3 separate regions of the Ovis aries genome follow, and all the other regions are linked to region 2. Evidence: chromatin contacts called from public Hi-C data. All regions are on one chromosome and are shown on one strand. Each heading gives the region's core, a stretch centred on a gene start, on an enhancer-like site or on the middle of the called end of the contact. The rest is flanking DNA. Distances are from core to core; before and after follow the strand shown. Region 1 overlaps SERTAD2 (SERTA domain containing 2). Region 2 holds the start of AFTPH (aftiphilin). Region 3 holds the start of SERTAD2 (SERTA domain containing 2).

The links. A called contact is a pair of places that touch in the nucleus more often than the background predicts.
Region 1: a Hi-C map of liver shows a contact between it and region 2, with 5 times the contacts expected there. The contact joins the enhancer-like site here to the promoter of AFTPH in region 2. A contact is called at or near these places in 8 of 16 Hi-C or Micro-C datasets (blood, hypothalamus, liver and 2 more).
Region 3: a Hi-C map of hypothalamus shows a contact between it and region 2, with 5 times the contacts expected there. The contact joins the promoter of SERTAD2 here to the promoter of AFTPH in region 2. A contact is called at or near these places in 2 of 16 Hi-C or Micro-C datasets (hypothalamus and skin fibroblasts).

The regions. Positions count from the first base shown.
Region 1 is chr3:43,661,617-43,664,389 of ARS-UI_Ramb_v3.0, reverse strand. The region is part of intron 1 of SERTAD2 (SERTA domain containing 2); the gene reads right to left. Among named protein-coding and RNA genes, the nearest start is that of SERTAD2, 94 kb to the right of the region's middle. Within about 2 kb of position 1,444, at least 27 of the 54 cell types and tissues checked have an H3K27ac peak or open chromatin away from gene starts, as enhancers often do. A contact at or near this core is called in hypothalamus and liver, where this site is marked.
Region 2 is chr3:43,791,169-43,793,966 of ARS-UI_Ramb_v3.0, reverse strand. It overlaps AFTPH (aftiphilin), which reads left to right and starts at 1,313. Exons shown (of 10, transcript XM_060413863.1): 1 at 1,313-1,589; 2 at 2,103-2,255.
Region 3 is chr3:43,567,721-43,570,463 of ARS-UI_Ramb_v3.0, reverse strand. It overlaps SERTAD2 (SERTA domain containing 2), which reads right to left and starts at 1,483. Exons shown (of 2, transcript XM_027966694.2): 1 at 866-1,483. It overlaps LOC105608150 (a long non-coding RNA gene), which reads left to right and starts at 1,824. Exons shown (of 2, transcript XR_006059156.2): 1 at 1,824-2,064.

The sequences.
Region 1 (2,773 bases), core at 195-2,694, 130 kb after region 2:
CAAAGACAACTTAAACTTTACTTCATACACTTGAATAATTCACAGAGTAGAAAAAGGAAAGGAGGATACAAACTAAGCTTGAAGGCAGTGAATGATACTTTGTAAATATGACAGCCCTTCTTTAAAAAAAAATAATTACTTTGGGGCTATTCTGAGATAAAAAGTATTTCTTCCGAAGGATTTCTGAGCATTGATAACTAATGACCCACAGAACTTTACACAAAGTCACTCAGTCAAACATAATAAAAGTAATCAGAGTACCACACTGAAAGCAATACATGTTTATTTTCTAAGGAAACTACCTCTCAGAACTTCAACCTGTAGGAGCTTCAAGGACCTTTAAGGAGATCTTGCCTCCACCCCACCCCACTGCCACCCCTGAACATTCTGTTCACCCTGCCTATCTTTAGAGGCTTCCGAAGCAAGAATGCAGGTGCCACTTGAGGAATCCACGTTTTGAATTTGCTAACCAACTACTGCTAGACAGCTAACAACCGTCATCAGGTAAAATCTATTTTATTTTCTATTTCTGGCCATAATAAAAATATTTTTTAAAGTAGTCTGTTAAAAAAAAAAAAAAACTATTCAGAAAAGACCATCACCAGGTTCGTGACAAGCACAGAGGCAGTGCAAAAATTTCTTCATCAGCTACAGACCACGGTGCTCAAATTCCTCTGCCAGACCTGTTTTCTGTGACAGCAAGTAAGACACAGAAGTACACACATATGGAGGTTCCCTCCTCAAGAAAAGGGAAGAAATCTGAAAAGCAAATCTGTATCAAGTATTATTTAAAAATGGAATAACTACTAAGACAGGTTGAGATTAAAACAGTTGCCACCTTGTTATCTCACTGGCGTGGCTAGAATTTTATGCAAACCTGTTCTGGTGTAGAGATGACCTTGGGACTTTCAGATTCCCTGAGTTTAACTCAACACTTCTAAACACCAGGGTGGGGTACTCCAGCCGGCCTGCCTGAAGCCGGCGAGCTGTGGCTGGCGTGGAATGATAAGCAGTCAGCCAGAAGAGCAGAGCAAGGGGCTAAAGGTTGATCAGCAGCAAGTAACGCTTCATTATTTAATTTTCTGACCACAGGCACCATCAGGGAAGACTTCTGACTTTTGCAGAACAGGTTCACAGAGGCAACTTGAGTGAGTGAGTGAGTGAGTCCTAGAGAGTCAGAAGCCCTTCCCGGTCACTGTTCTACTTCATGAAACTCCTCAGAAGCACACAAACGCCTGGTTTAGCCTCGTCTTTTCAGTTAACCACTTATGAAGGTTTTTAAAAGAAAGAAAAAAAAAAAGCTTAGGATTAAAGAGCAACTCTGAGAAGCTACAGGTTTCTGCAAGGGGACAGAGAAAGAGTAAGGCCAGACATAAATGAGTGTTCACAACTGAGGTCTGCTGCTTGCTACCCGGAGTTACCAGAGAAACAAAGCTGCCTTTGGGCACCTAAAACTAGTCGGACCTGCTATAGCAGTTGCGCAGTCGGCCCGGCGCTGTCCCCCGCTCCCCTCCCTCCGGCCCCCGCCCCACGCATCCGCATGGCTCACTCCTCTCGGGGCAGCGCCGAGCGGGCACACTCGGCCCTGGCTCTGCTGTCCCTGCTCAGGGGCAGGCCCAGCTCTGGACACACGGGCGTACAAGTGTGAGAGGAGGCCAAACGAGACAGCAGATGCCGATGCCGACTCCATTCCGAACTGAAAGCTGCAGTGGGTGCAGAACACGGCTTCTGTGCTCCTGGGTTGCTAAGACAGATACACCAAATTGTGGGACTGGCTGCTGGGACTCCAGGCAGGGATCCCCGTTTAAGTTCAGGGGAGGGATGGGAGACCTTGAGAGGAGACGAAGGAGGCTTTCTAGCTCCTGGGGCCCTCAGACCACAAAGAGAAATGAATTCTCTTCCAAAAGGGAGTTTTCATTGTCTGGGGTGCTTGTTGAAATGACATGCATCTGGTTTGTCCTATGAGCAATCATATATTTGCAAAGATATTCTGATGTTTTTATTTTTGAATTTCTATTTCAAAGAATATTTTTAGACAGCCAAGTATGTTTTGTTTGTCTCATGATCTTCAAGGAAAAAAAAAAACCCAACAAGGCGTCCATTTATTACCCAGAATAGGAATGTCGTCTTTTTGGCCTGACATATGCCATTCACAGATTCATACAAAGAATGAACTGCCACACAGTGCTCATAGAGAAAGACACTGCTCCACACAATGAGTGATGGGCGCTCTGGGGGACAGTGCTGCTCACAGGACTGCCCCGCATCTGTATAGAGGGGCAGAAGTTTGCCTTTAACGCCAATTGCACTGGCCGTTGGAGACAATCATTTTGTTTAAAAGATATGCCAACTTTGGTGAGCTGCTCTTTCCTTCAAGAATATTAGAACTAACCATATGTAAAGTAGGTAACCAATGGGAATTTGCTGTAAGACACAGGGAGCTCAACTGGGGGCTCTGTGACAACCTAGAAGGGTGGGCTGGGGTGGGGGGGGGGGGGGAGGCTCAAGAGGGAGGGGACATATGTGTACCTGCCACAGGCTGATTCATGCTGATGTACGGCAGAAACCAACACCAACATTGTAAAGCAATTATCCTCCAAGTGAAAATAAATTAAAAAAAAAAAAGAATATTAGAATTAAATTAAATATCCACACATTTCTTTAAGCAGGAGTCCTAGCTTGGGGGTTTCTGTTGGCTGTTTAAGGAATAATTATTAACAGTTGGTAGAAAAGACATGATTTGTGCATATGCAGTGGCCACCGCATTTTTAGA
Region 2 (2,798 bases), core at 64-2,563:
TGCTTTAGTGACTGAGCAATAACAAAAATCCAGCACCACCACCGCAAAACAATTGACACTCCAATTTAAAGTGATGCAGTCTCCGTGTATCTTACAGCAATTGAGTTGTAAAGGGACAAATGCGGGTCTATTTTAGCGCTCCAAGTTAAGTCGTCTAGAACATTGCAGAGGCGGGATAAACCGTGATGAACTGCTTTTGTCCTTATCTTCCCTCTGATTTGTATAATTCCTCCACTCAAAAGGGTGGACACTTCTCTGTGGCTGAGGGGGGTGTTTTCCATCCTTGTTTCTTTGCGTAGCTGCTGAGCTTTGCTGTTTGGGAACTATTTTAAATTATTCAAATTGCCTGTGCAGGTTTGGCGAAAGTAAGAAGGAGCAGCCGGTACCGCTCACGATTGCCGGATAGGATCCCAGGCTCATCATCCCAGACGATAACAATAATCCCCTCAATCTTGCAATCTGGCTTTTACAGTGGCTGGTGTTCTAACAGATATTCATTACAATGGAAGGGGAAAGGTTATAAAAACGCAAACGATCAAGACTGACGATAGAAAAATGTTATGACGGCTGTTATAGAAACGCGGAAGTTAATTTTATTTCTTTACTTTAATCGAATAGTCTTATGCAGCATATATGAATAAACGACCACCGTTCAATCTGTTAGCAGGATCCCCAAAATTTTTGTTGTTGTTGGTCTCAAAGCCGGTTTTCAGTTCGGCGGGTGCCTTCCCTCTTGCTTCCCATTTTAAATTTGATTTAACTCTTCTTATATATCAACTTCCTCTTCTGTCAGCGTAAATTAAAAAGAGGAAGGGACTTAGACTGTGAACGAAAAAGTCGTTTTTCGTGGCGAAAAGGGCAAGCTAATAAGTGCTCTCCAGTAGGTTTCTGGTGAAGATACAGTTCCGTACCTCAAACCTTTGCAAATTTTACTTGGAGAGCAAGAGAGTTAAGACGGTCCCGAGCTGAACGTTAATCTTAGCAGGCTGAGGAGCACCTGCCCCTTGCCCGGAGCGCTGCCTCAGGAGCGGCGGAGTGCGGGAGGACGTCTTTCCCCCCACCCCACAGCTCGATGACTCGCTAGGAAGTCAGGGAAAAGGGCAGCTTGCCCGCACCCAAAATGGCTGCCGGCGCTCTGCACGATGGCGCCTGCGCACGGGGTAAGCATTCTGTGACACTGATTCCCCCTGTGTGTCCTCCCACCCCCCACCCCCCTTCTGCACCCACCAGCGCCGGGCCCCGACCTAGCCACCTGCGCCCGGAAGTGACGTTTCAGCGGCAGCGGTTCCCCCGCTGCATGATGGGAGAGTGTGTGGAGTGGGCGGGGGGTCTCCGCGGAGGAGGAGGTGGAGGCGGTGGCGGCGACGGCGGCGGCGGCGGAAGAGGGCGGAGGGTAATGGGATGGGGGTCTCGCGGCAGCACTGAAACTCCGGGTGGGCGTCCATGGCGCTGCTTCGCTGACAGGGCTGTGAACAGCCTGCCTTCCGCTCTCACCAGCGCCGCGTCCGAATAGCCGGTCCTTCCCCGGGGAGCCAGTTCCTCCCCGGGCCCCTGAGCCATGCCCATCGCGGCCGCCCCGGATGAACCAGGTAAGCTTCACCAGCTTTCCCAGCCGTGCGGGGGAAGGAGGTTAGGGGATTTGGCCCGGCCCACCGGTCGGATCCTCGCCTGGGCCGGGGACACCTGCCCGCTGCGGAGCCGGGGGCTGCGGGGACGTTGCCGGCTCTGCGGGCCTGCGGGCTCCCGGCTCTGTCCTCTTCTACAGCGGGTGCGGGGACGCCGGCGGCGGCGGCGCCTGAGGCGCACGGCCCCTCCTCGCCCTCCCGGGCACCGGCCGGCGAAGTGAGAGCTTTTCCCACGTCCCTGGCCGCCGCCGGCTCCCCCTGCCCCTCCACTTCCACCTGCCCTCGGCTTCGCACCGGCCGCTCCCTCCCGGGAGCTTGTTGAGAAGTTTGGGGCTTTGCTCCGGCTTCCTCTTTCTCCCTCCCCCTCCCTCGTGACAGGTGTAAACACTGCCTGCTTCGCCCAGGCCCCAGGCCAGCGGCGACCAGAGTGTGCTGCTTCCTAGGGTCTCTGAAGCAAACACCTTTTGAATCCTCCAGCAGGCAGAGGAGACGGCACCAAAGCTCATTCATCCCTTCCTGAGAGGACCTTTTCTGCTCCCTTCTTGCACTCCCTAAGAAATCATCGGCATCCCCTTCCCAGACTGCGTGCGAAAAGTTGGACCATTATTCTTGAAGTGCCCAGTTTGGCAGGTGCTACATCTTTCTTGGGCAGGGGACATAGTATAAGGTAAATGGTGATAGGAAGCTTTCACCAGTGGGAAAGTACTGGGAATGTTTAGGTTTTACTCTTGGTGGTTAGTTCACGTTGATTTCCCACTGAATCTTCCGTTGGGGCCAAGGGAAGGACTAACCCAGACATGGAAATATTTTACTGGGGAGCAAATGAAACAAAATCGGTAGTTCCGTTTCAAAGTTCTCGCTTTAGGAGAAGTAAAACTCTTGAACTTTAATCCTCCCTTTCACCAGCTACGTTTTAGTCTTTTTGGTAGAATGGGAGGCGGAGATAGTTTAATCTTTGAGGTTGCATTTAACTATTGCTTTCCGTTAACCTTTTAGACGTGAGTATATGCCAAAACTCTAAGGGAAACAGCTGTTTGAACGCTGTCGTGTTGGTACAATCTACACAGTTACTCTACATGTTATGTGCTTTGCCAGCTTCGTCAGTATTGGCCTTTGTAGTAGTCATTTTTAATTCTTTGCAGAAATATTTAAAGAATTTATGGTAGTCTTCAA
Region 3 (2,743 bases), core at 234-2,733, 220 kb after region 2:
TTTCTCATAATTTTTATTTTTACCTCAAGTTAAATACTAAAGATGCATAGGGCAAGTCTCATAAAGCATATATACGGCCACGCATGTGTACTTTTGAACAGCCTGCAACCAAGAAACCAAATTAAAATTTTGCTCAAGAGCAATCAAGTATACAAAAAAGGGATATCAAAAGAAAAAAAATCCCTATTTGTCTTTTAACACACCCCACTGTGCGCAGTGACCAGGAAATAAAAAATTCTGTGTTATAATTTCTGGATAGAACAGAAGTGAGCTAAAGATGAAGTGTCAAACTAGATTTCCATCTTACCTCGCTTTCCTCCAACAGGTTCAAAGACTTTGTAACCTTTACATTAATATTGAATTATCTTTTCTTTTTTTTTCCAAAAGGGAACCTACGAAACTATTTTAAAATAAAAAGCAAGCCATGCCACTAGGCAACCTGTCTTCTCGTGGTCTATCTCATTCAAATCAGACATACCTTTCGCTTTGCCTTTACTGAATAAAAGTTTAACTTTGATTTGGAAGACAACGTACCCATTATTAGCCGTCTGACACTTTGCAGGTCATAGAGTCTATCAGTTCAATTCGCTGATTATGACCGCTCACTAAGAAAGCTTGCCATTACCGCTTATTTTATAAGCGTTGGCAATACCTAGAAATACAGCAAGGCTGGTGAATAAGGAGTCGAGGGGCGGGGGAAGAGGGAGCGAGGGAGGAAGGCAGTCACCACCTCAAATCCACGCCGGACTGGGAACCTCCAGTCCACAGCGCGATCCCCTGCCTTCCCCAAAGTGGACCCGTTACATTTTCCCAGACCCTCTCTCCGCCCCAACACCCACCCCCGATAACCCAACACAGCACTCACCCTTCAGCGAAGTCGGCACCCGGTCCAGCTCCGAGACGGGTCGGGGTGGCAGCGAGGGAGGGGACGTCTGGGCTGTGGGCGGGGGGTGTCGGTGCGTCACTAGAGTGCAGGACGGTGAGTTCGAGGGGTGGGAGCGGAGCGGAGCAGGGAAATCAAGTCACTGCCGAAAAGGGACGAGGAGCAACGGGGGGATGGAGGGGAAAGCCCCTTCCCTAAAATAAGCCCACCGGCCCCTGCGACCCCCTGCCCCAGGAAGGGAAAATAAAATCCGGGGAAATAAAAAGACTGACAAATAAACCTCTAAAACGATGAGAAGCAAGGATCAGACTTTAATTTAAAGGGGGGAGACTGAGCGAGGGCTGGAGGGGTGACTGAAGTGGCTCTAGGTCTATCCCATGCCTTTGCAGTCCCCAAACGGAGGAGGAGGCTGGCTGAGGGGAAGTTGCAGCGGCTCCCGAGAAGGAGGCGGAGGAGGCGGAGGAGGAGGTTACACCGTAACAAGTACAGACAGACAGCCATGGATCAGAGGGGCGCTGCGAGCAGGGGCGGCCGCGGCGGGGCGAGCGGCCGCGGCAGCAGCACCGCCTGCTCGGCTAGCTCAAGACATTTAATTGGATTGATGGGTTGTGCAGTGACTCACAGACTTTACAGAGTCGTAAAGCAGTCCCCGCCCAGCTGGACAGGGGAGATGCGGTGCGGACGGCAAGGGAAAGGGGGGCTGTGAAAGAGCCGGGAGGGGAGGAGGCGAGTGAGAGGGCGAGGCGTTGGGAGGGGCGGGGAGCGGAACGGAATCACCCAATGCCGAAGCCCGCCGCTCCGACGGGCGTGGGCGTCGGCCAATGACGGTGCTGCTCGATAGGCGGCAGGCTTCGCCCCTGGCCCAATGAGTCTTCTAAGGACACTGCCGCTAACCGGGAGGGGGGGAAGTGGAGTGGGGGGTGGGGAGTGGTGGGTGGACGTTGAAGTAGGGAGGGAGCGGTGGAGGGAAAGATGAGGCACCGGAGACCCGCGGAGTCACTCAGCTCTCCTCGCTCCAGAAGTGCGCCTTCTGCCAATCCGAGGGCCGCATGGGGGTGATGGACGCAAGCGTGTGCCCAATGAGGAGGAGAAGGTGCCGCCCCGAGCCACAGGGGAAGGAGTGGGCGGGCCAAGGTCCTCCCCTCCCTCCGCACCCGGGTCCTCCCTCCCGCCCTGTTCAGGTCAGTCACGCAAATAACAGAGTGAGGGCTGGGGCCGTGCGGGGGGGGGGTGGGGCGGCGGAGGGGCCGCGCTGCAGAAGGCGTGACAGCGATAGGGACTGGCTGTACTGCCGACTCCGCACCGACTGGAGGAGGCGATGAAGAAAGCTGGCTCCTTACTCAGCCTTCAAGCTGCTGCCTTTGCTGCCCGGCTCTGCCTAGGAGCCCCTGCGGCCAAACCCCACTACCGAGTGGCAGACTGATTTGGAGTAAATCGGCTCAAAACTTTGCCTCCCGTCGGTGCTATGCCCACTCTCGGAGACAGCTCCGTGTGACGTCCTGTGGGGCTGTGCTCTGGGAGCCGAGGGAGCTGGACGCCAAGACCGGAGGCATTTCCCTCCTTGCTTACCTGTGTTCTGGGGAAGTCAGAGGAGGGTGTGGACAGGTTGAAACACCTCCTGAATACATAACATTTCTTTATTGGGTTTCTGGAAAAGGTACTTAACCTGACGTGAGTGAAGCTGTGTGGGCTTTGTGCGTGTAAATATCAGCTTCCTCCAGCCCTTGCTCCCGCATGCATTACTCTTTTTCTCCCGCTTCTCTGCCCACTCTCCTCACCTTGGACCCTGACACCTTGTACTCATTACTAGATCTCGCTGCTCATTCCCCGGAGCTACGGCTTTTTCTCAGTTTCTTGCCT